2 separate regions of the Rattus norvegicus genome follow, and region 2 is linked to region 1. Evidence: chromatin contacts called from public Hi-C data. All regions are on one chromosome and are shown on one strand. The core of a region is the stretch at or near the end of the contact, and the rest is flanking DNA. Distances in the headings are between cores, read along the strand shown. Region 1 overlaps Nodal (nodal growth differentiation factor). Region 2 has its middle 10 kb from the start of Lrrc20.

Region 1 (4,183 bases), core at 9-2,508:
CAGGATCACTTTGAACTCCTGATCTTCTTGCTTTCTCAACCCTAGTGCTGTGATCACAGGCATGTACTACCACAGCCCGTTATTTCAATACCGGGGATCAAATCCAGTACTTTGTACATGCTAGGCAAACGACTGAGCTGCATCTCCCTTTTTCTTGTCCCCCATAATTAGATGATGAGGAGGGAATAGAGCAGAGGACCTCTGCTCCTCCAGCTCCGACATTCAGAATTTGGACTAGGCAAGCTTCCCCACTCACCATTACTGGGTGACATTAAGCTGCGTATTTGCTGAAACCTGTCTTTTTCGAGGCCCATTCCACAGGCATGGCGTGGGGGTTCGTGAGCTGGTTGTCTGTGCAGCATTCTATTTGTTTATGAAAATAATTTGCTATTTTTGTACCAGAAGCTAATTTTTCACTTTAGCCAGAAATAGTAATTCTGCCTTTGCCCCAGTGTAAACTGACTCCCTCCCCCCCTTCCTTTTCAGAGCCTGCTGAAACGTTACCAGCCCCACCGGGTTCCTTCTACATGCTGTGCTCCCGTGAAGACCAAGCCACTGAGCATGCTTTATGTGGACAATGGCAGGGTCCTCCTGGAACACCACAAGGACATGATTGTGGAGGAGTGTGGGTGCCTCTGACAGAGCCAGGAGGAATGCTGAATCATCGGCTTGCCCTCCACAATGCTGGTGAACTCTAAGGAGACTCCATTGTGTCTATCCGGGGAGCAGAAGTGGAAGAGCTCTGCCTGCTGGAGCTATAGGAGAAGGCCCCGCCCCCTGTGCATACAGGGCTCTTAGACCCAACAAGCCAGAGGCTACTGTGGGAAGGCAGGATTGGGAAGCCTTGCAAGGGCTGGCTGGGCTCCCTGGAAACAGAGTTTATGAACTGCTTAAAAGTGTGCAAAGGCTGGAGTGTATATTATATATATATGTATTTATTTTTGAGGCCATCTGTAGCTTTTTTGTATTCTCAAAAGTGGTCTGTGACCTGCTGTCCCTCCCTCAAGATTAGTATAATTTTATTAGATTAAAACTAGCCATTTCGCTCTCCCTGCTTCAAGCTGGGCTAGGGGAGCCCCACAACTTTTTGGCTGGCTGACTGGCAGTGACAAGCTGGCCTTGGTCAGGGTCTCTCTGATCTCCAATGAGTTGCCTAAACAATAAAGTCACTGTCCAGTTCTCCAGGGCCAGCTGGTGCCTTTGGCCAGAAAGGTGGGCACTTGTCCAAGAGGGGACTGGCCATGGTGGACTTTAGAAGCCAGAGCCCTCGGATGTCTGCTTGGCAGACACAACCCAAGTCTATTAAAAGTCAGTGACAATTCACCTCCGTCTCACAATGTGTTTCTAGGATCCTGAGGTTCCCGCTCCAGCGGGGGATGGGGTTGTGGTCACAGCTTTTGCAGAGGCTGTGTGGGGTTTGGGGAACTCACTGCCTAGCCTCTTCTAGTAAAACAAAAAGTGGGAGAGCCTGCTTAGTATATGTAGGACCCTGGCTTAAAACTCAGCATGAAAAAGCTAGGCATAGTAGTGCACGCCTTTATTCCCAGCAGTTGAGGCAGAGGCAAGCAGGCCTCTTGAGTTCTAGGACAATCAAAGGGAGGGCCATGGGCCTTCAACTGGATTGTCTTCTAGGCCTTCTCCCGTCTGAGTGCCTTAAAGTTTAAGGTTAAGCCTCACCCCTGTTCTAAGTCCAGGTTCTGCATCATAGCAGGTGACACAGCACACCCTAGGAAGCTCTCCCACTGAGATGTCCGAGTACCTCTCTTTTGGCAAGGTGAGGGAGCTGCTTCAGGGGAAATGCAAGTCCACAGGACACCCCCTCTCCTTCCTAGGGTGCTCATCCACTCTGTTCCAACCTTGGCTGAAATCAAGGCAGTGAAACTGGTCCGGGCAGAGACTGGGCTGGCTACAGCCAAGTCTGGGATTGAGAAAGCAAGAACACGGACGGGGCAGAGCAATGGATTCAGTCACCACAGAGTTCTGCCTTGGGTTTTCTTTTCAGCTCAGCCTGGCTTCAAATTCTAGGCAATTCTCTCTTCCTTGATTCTCAAGTACTGGGATTACTCACCTCTACCACCAAATGATTTCACTTTGAAAACAGCCTTATGAGTTTCACTTGTCTACTTTCCTAAATGATACCCCAGGAAGGCCTTGTGGGCGTCACAGCAGAGTTGAGAGATCCAGGGCACCTGAATGGCATCTAGAGGACCAGGCTGACCTAGTTTAGACAAAGCATTGTCTTCCAGGACTCAGGCCCACTGTAGAGTCTAAGTTCTTGGAGGGAAGTGGCCTCTCAGGGCTTTGGGAAGCAGGTGCCTGCAGTCCCTACACAGCCTGACGGCCGGGCCAGAGGCCACGGCTATTTGTGGCTCCAGCTTGTGGGAGTGTTTACAATTGGCTGTTCTGTAATCTTGGGACAAAGCTTCCCCCCCCCCCCCCCCCCCCCGTGACAAGGCACTGCCCTACCTCAAGTGGAGGATGAGGACACAGTGGCCACCTGCAAGTGCTGATTGCGTTCACCATGCTGGCTGTAGCGCCACTGTGTGACCCTGGCCAGGGCTATCTGGGTATCAGTTCCTAACAATGGTTCTGGACCTGGTCCATGGCTTGGCTGAAGGCCTTGCACATTCTGGAGGGCTGCCTCTGAGAACTGTCCTATCTGAAGGTGGGCCTTCAACAGTTATTTGCTCTTAAGGTAAAGGTCTGACACTTTGTAACTGCAAGCAGAGCCAAAAGGAAACAACCGCCTTGCCTTCCTGGAGGGCAGTGCATGGGTCTGGCAGTATCAGAGACAGATGGGAACCAGAAGACAGAAAGCACAGCTGTGACCCTCTGCACCATAACCTTGGTTTATCTCTGCTTAAGCGGGGGAGGGGCTGAGGCTGAGAGGTTAAGAGCACTGGCTACTCTGAGGTCTTGTGTTCAAATCCCAGCAACCACATGGTGGCTCACAACCATGTGTAATGGGATCTGATGCCCTCTTCTGGTGCTCTGGAAGACAGTGACAGTATAGTCATATATATTAAATTACAGCAGGAAGACCCCATCCCTGCGAACCCACACACACCTGCATGGAGGCTCTCCGCAGGCTGGTGATTCCTTCAAACCCAGCTGAGCTTAAAGCATTTTGAGAAGAGTCTCACAGCATGGCCCATGCTGTTCTGGAACTCATGGTATTACATTCTGCTTCAGCCAAGCAAGTGATGGGTGTTCGTACCACTTCGGTACTTTTACAAGAACCGGTTGTACTGGTATCTAAAAACCTGTAAGATGATTTCTTCATCCTGATAAGATGGGAGATCTAAGAATCATGACATGAGCAGTGAGCTCCTGACCAGCACGGCTGAACTAAGGCTGATCTAGCAACTAAACCTCCACAGTCTTCACAAGACGCCTCGTTTCTCTGCGGACCTGTCCAGAAAAGAGGCCAGGCCAGGCTCCTGAAGAACAGCCTAGCCTCTAGGCCCTGTCATACATACAAGGCAGCACACCGGTTCTGCCCGGCTACTCCAGGCCAGGGCTCACCAAATGTGACTAACTCGCAAACGTGCACTGCACACTTCTGTGGTTTTGTGTCTGGTCCAGACTGGCCTAATTGTCAGCAGCTTTCTGCCTTGGTCTTCTGCCAATTAGAATTACATGCATGGTGCCTGAATTTAAAAAAAAAAAAAATATACCAAGAGGCTGGGTGTGGTGGCAACCAACCCCTTTAATCCTAGCACTTGGGAGGCAGCAGCAGGTGGATCTCTTTACCATCAAGGCTAGGCTGGTCTCCATAAGTTCTAGGCTAGCCAAGAGCTACAGTGAGGATCTGTCTTAAAAACACAAACATTAATACACCAACTTCAGGCTGTCTGCACGGCTGTTTGCCCTCAGCAAATGACAAATGCAGGCTTCAATGCCCAGCACACAAACCACCAAGTCAGTATTCAAGGTCTTTATTTAACTGTAACAGCAACCGCTGGTGAGGATTTTCTCTTAGTTTCAAACACCTGCTTGTTTGGCAGGACAGTGAAAACAAACCGGTTATGGAATCACACATGGTCTTAGGATGGCATTGCTGACAGTGACTGGGGATGGGTGGGGGCACAGCACACCAGAGGAACAGAGGGGAGGCCAGGGAAAGCGCTGGCAGGCGGTGAAACCCCATCCCACACGGCTGGGACTGCAGCAGTGAGCAGGG
Region 2 (3,968 bases), core at 161-2,660, 35 kb after region 1:
TTTTTTTTTTTGGGTTCTTTTTTTTTCCGGAGTTGGGGACGGAACCCAGGGCCTTGCGCTTCCTAGGCAAGCGCTCAACCACTGAGCTAAATCCCCAACCCCGATTTTTTTTTTTTTAAGATTTATTTATTTAATGTATATGAGTACACTGTAGCTGTTTCAGACACACCAGAAGAGGGCATCAGATCCCATCACAGATGGCCGTGAGCCACCATGTGGTTGCTGGGAATCAAACTCAGGACCTCTGGAAGAGCAGGTACTGCTCTCAACCTCTGAGCCACCTCTCCAGCCCCAGGTTTGATTTTGATCAAAGATCCAGGTTTGATTTTGATCAGTCACGACTGGTTTTTTGTTTGTTTGTTTGTTTGTTTTGTTTGTTTTTTTTTCAAATCAAACCAAAATTTTATTCCAAATGTAAAAGAACGCTTTTTTTTTCTCTTCTTTTTTTTTTTTTTTCGGAGCTGGGGACCAAACCCAGGGCCTTGCGCTTGCTAGGCAAGCGCTCTACCATTGAGCTAAATCCCCAACCCCCAAAAGAACGCTCTTAAATGCTAGTGAACCAGCAGGAGAGTACAGTGCTTCCTGTCCAGCCCGGTTGTGCACATAGAGTGTGATATACAGTGCTGAGTGCTGGCCGATGCACAGTAGTGAGCGCTGTAAGGCCATCCATGTTTTGGTAATGGAGATTCTTTGTCATGCTTACTGGGTTTACCCCGCTACTGAGCATGAACAAGGGCCCCTGCTCCTTGACCATAGCCGAATCCCTTGGGCCCAAAGTTCTTTGAGTAGCACCCTTTACAGTAGATTTCACCTTCCTTCTCAGTCAGAGTTGTAGACTCCAGACTCTTCCCACACTTGGCACATCGGAAAGTTTTTGTGCCAGGGCTTTCCAGCTCTAATGATCTTCTCAGCAGCATACACAGAATCCCCACACCTGGAACACTTCTCAGCACCTCCATATTTCTGGGCAAATTTAGAAGTGTTTGGGTTTGTTGTAGGCCTGTGAGGTTGAGCACTCTCTGGCTTGATACCCAGCTTCTCACGACGGCCCATGTTGAGCGTGCCAGCGCCCTGGCCATAACCATAGCCTTTTGGTCCATACTTCTTTCCGTAGCATGATTTGCAGTAGATCTCTTCATCATGAATTGCCACTGTTGTGCTGTCTAAATATTTCCTGCAAACCATGCACAGAAAGCAGCACCGGTGGAAGCTCCGCCCGTCACACTGCACCTCTTCAGCATGGTACACCGTTCTCCCGCAGGCCCCGCACTTATTTCCACTGCCCCAGACAGGCATTCCGAGCGGGAGGCCGGAGCACGCGGCGGGAGGAACTAGCGAGATCCAGACAGAGGAAAGCCGCGGGCGAATCCGGAGCCAGTCACGACTATTAATGTCAGAGGATCTGGTGCCCTCTTCTGGCTCCCGTGGGCACTGCATGCGTATGACAGGCATGCCGGCAAAAAGCCCTCCTCTCTCTACAGTCACCACTAGAGTCCACCCTGTTCTCACTCGACTTCTCCTGTTGGTCTGATAGTCATGCTGTCCTGGGGCCTTTGCACGTGCTACTCTCTTTGCTTGGTTGTCCCTTTGTGGCAAACAAACCTCAAGGTGAATCTCAGGATCCCGCCTCCTGGTGACGCACCCGCAGTGGGCGGTGCCTCAGACTTCGTACTAAATAACAGCAAAAGTGCAGGAGGCCATTGCTGACCTTAAGTTACTTTCCGCTTCTCCTATGTTCAGTCTATCCTCCGCTTATTGGGGTGCATAGATGTTTCCTTTGTATGTTCCCTAGAAAAGTCATATCACATGCAGGAGCAGAGCACTTACCTAGAAAATGCTGTGGTCCCAGGTTTGTCTTCAGTCCAAGCCTCCCTGGCCACTAGCTTGGAAGATGGTGGCTGCTAATTGAATAGAGTCGCCGCACTGTAGCAGTAATGGCAGTAACCTTCTGCCTGGAGTAGGACATCACTTGGCTGTTCTATGTGCCATTCTGCAGAAAACGGGTTGCCCTTCTCACTGCAGGACACCCCCTCTAGCCCCATCCCCCAAAAAGGGCAATGACTGGGTGTTCACACAAAGAACACTTCACACTGTATCTGTATCTGTATCTGTATCTGTATCTGTGTCTGTGTCTGTATCTGTATCTGTGTCTGTGTCTGTGTCTGTGTCTGTGTCTGTGTCTGTGTCTGTGTCTGTGTCTGTGTCTGTGTCTGTGTCTGTGTCTGTGTCTGTGTCTGTGTCTGTGTCTGTATCTGTATCTGTATCTGTATCTGTATCTGTATCTGTCTGTATTTGGAGTCATCTCTGATAACTCCACTAGGGGGCGCTCTGAACCAGGTTTGCCTGAATTCTGCGGTAGTCTTTGTGCCCCATAAATTAAGGGAGTTTGGGAGGCAGGGTTTGGAGTTTCAGACAAATAGCTACTCTGAATCGCCCATGATCCTGCACGCCACCTGGATAAATGTATTCAGTCACCAAGTTTGAGCTGTGAGAATATTTCTAAAAAAAAAAAAAAAAAAGGGCTGGGGAGATGGCTCAGCGGTTAAGAGCACCTGACTACTCTTCCAGAGGTCCTGAGTTCAATTCCCAGCAACCACATGGTGGCTCACAACCATCTGTAAAGAGATCCGATGCCCTCTTCTGGTGTGTCTGAAGACAGCTACAGTGTACTTATATATAATAAATAAATAAATCTTTAAAAAGAATATTTCTTTGGCCTGTACCTTCCTCATTTAGAAATAGAACTAACTCTCTATCTATCTATCTATCTATCTATCTATCTATCTATCTATCTATCTATCTATCTATCTATCTATCTATCTATCTCTATCTCATGTAGCCCAGTCTAGCTTCTAACTCACTCTGTAATTGAGATTGGCCCTTAACTCCTCATCCTCCTGCCTCCACCACCTCAGTGCTAGAATTTCAGAGATACACCACTGTGACTGTGTCAAATGTTTTGCTGTTTGTTTGTTTGTCTTTTGAGACAGGGTCTTACTATATAGCACAGGTGTCCTGGAAATTCAGTCCTATCTCAGCTTCTCCAGCACTGGAATTTTAGGTGTGAGTCACCAAGCCCCGCTGAACAAATGGGTTTTTTTGTTTTTGTTTGTTTAGGTTTTTTTTTTGTTTTGTTATTAGTGTTTTCTCAGAAAAATCATGAAACAAGTTTAGTGGGAGAGCACTTCTGCAGTGCGTCTGCACTTCCACAGCACGTGCAGGGCTCCGAGTTTGATGGAGGTGTATGTGTGGCTGGAACCAAGTCGTGAGGCGCTTGACTCTGAGTCCTGTATTCATAAAGAAGCTTGATTCAGCCAACACCCAGAACGAACTTGGAAGCCACCTTCCGCCGTTGACCCTCCATGAGAGCACTCAGTCCTGACTCATGCCTTCTCAGCAGCCTTGCAGAGGGCTCTCTGTGCAGAAGTAGCTGTCAAACCGTTTCATGGGTGCCCCTCACCCACACCAGCCATGTGAACTTTGCATTTTGCCCTATAGGCAGCCCAAGAAACCAGTCCATACTACCATTCCTCCTTGTGTCTACTCCACTCAGAGTCTTCTCCTAGGACAGCCTCAAGTTCCAATCATCTTTTCTCGGCCTCAGGAGTGCTGGAATTATAGGTGTAGTTCTGTAAGACAAAGGAGACCATGGAAAGGACAAAAAACGGCAGCCTACAGAGTGGGAAAAGATCTTCACCAACCCCACATCTGACAGAGGGCTAATATCTAAAATATATAAAGAACTCAAGAGATGGGCTGGAGAGATGGCTCAGCAGTTAAAAACACTGACTCTTCTTCCAAAGGTCCTGAGTTCAATTCCCAGCACCACATGGTGGCTCACAACCATCTGTAATGGGATCCGATATATGCCCTCTTCTGGTCTGTTTGAAAACAGCTATGGTGTACTCACACACAAAAAAAAAAAAAAGGACTCAAGAGGTTAGGTGTCAATAAACCAAATAATCCAA

What was found. Hi-C and Micro-C count contacts between places; a contact is called where the count stands out from the background.
Region 2: a contact with region 1 is called in a Hi-C map of liver, with 2.2 times the contacts expected there. The contact joins two enhancer-like sites. A contact is called at or near these places in 2 of 12 Hi-C or Micro-C datasets (liver and mammary epithelial cells).

Annotation. Positions count from the first base shown.
Region 1 is chr20:29,918,338-29,922,520 of GRCr8, forward strand. Nodal (nodal growth differentiation factor) reads left to right here. Exons shown (of 3, transcript NM_001106394.1): 3 at 487-1,322. The coding sequence ends at 639. Eif4ebp2 (eukaryotic translation initiation factor 4E binding protein 2) reads right to left here. Exons shown (of 3, transcript NM_001033069.2): 3 at 3,923-4,183. Among named protein-coding and RNA genes, the nearest start is that of Nodal, 9.2 kb to the left of the region's middle. Within about 2 kb of position 1,259, at least 40 of the 93 cell types and tissues checked have an H3K27ac peak or open chromatin away from gene starts, as enhancers often do. A contact at or near this core is called in liver, where this site is marked.
Region 2 is chr20:29,953,536-29,957,503 of GRCr8, forward strand. It overlaps the pseudogene Csrp2-ps1. Among named protein-coding and RNA genes, the nearest start is that of Lrrc20, 10 kb to the right of the region's middle. Within about 2 kb of position 1,411, at least 34 of the 93 cell types and tissues checked have an H3K27ac peak or open chromatin away from gene starts, as enhancers often do. A contact at or near this core is called in liver, where this site is marked.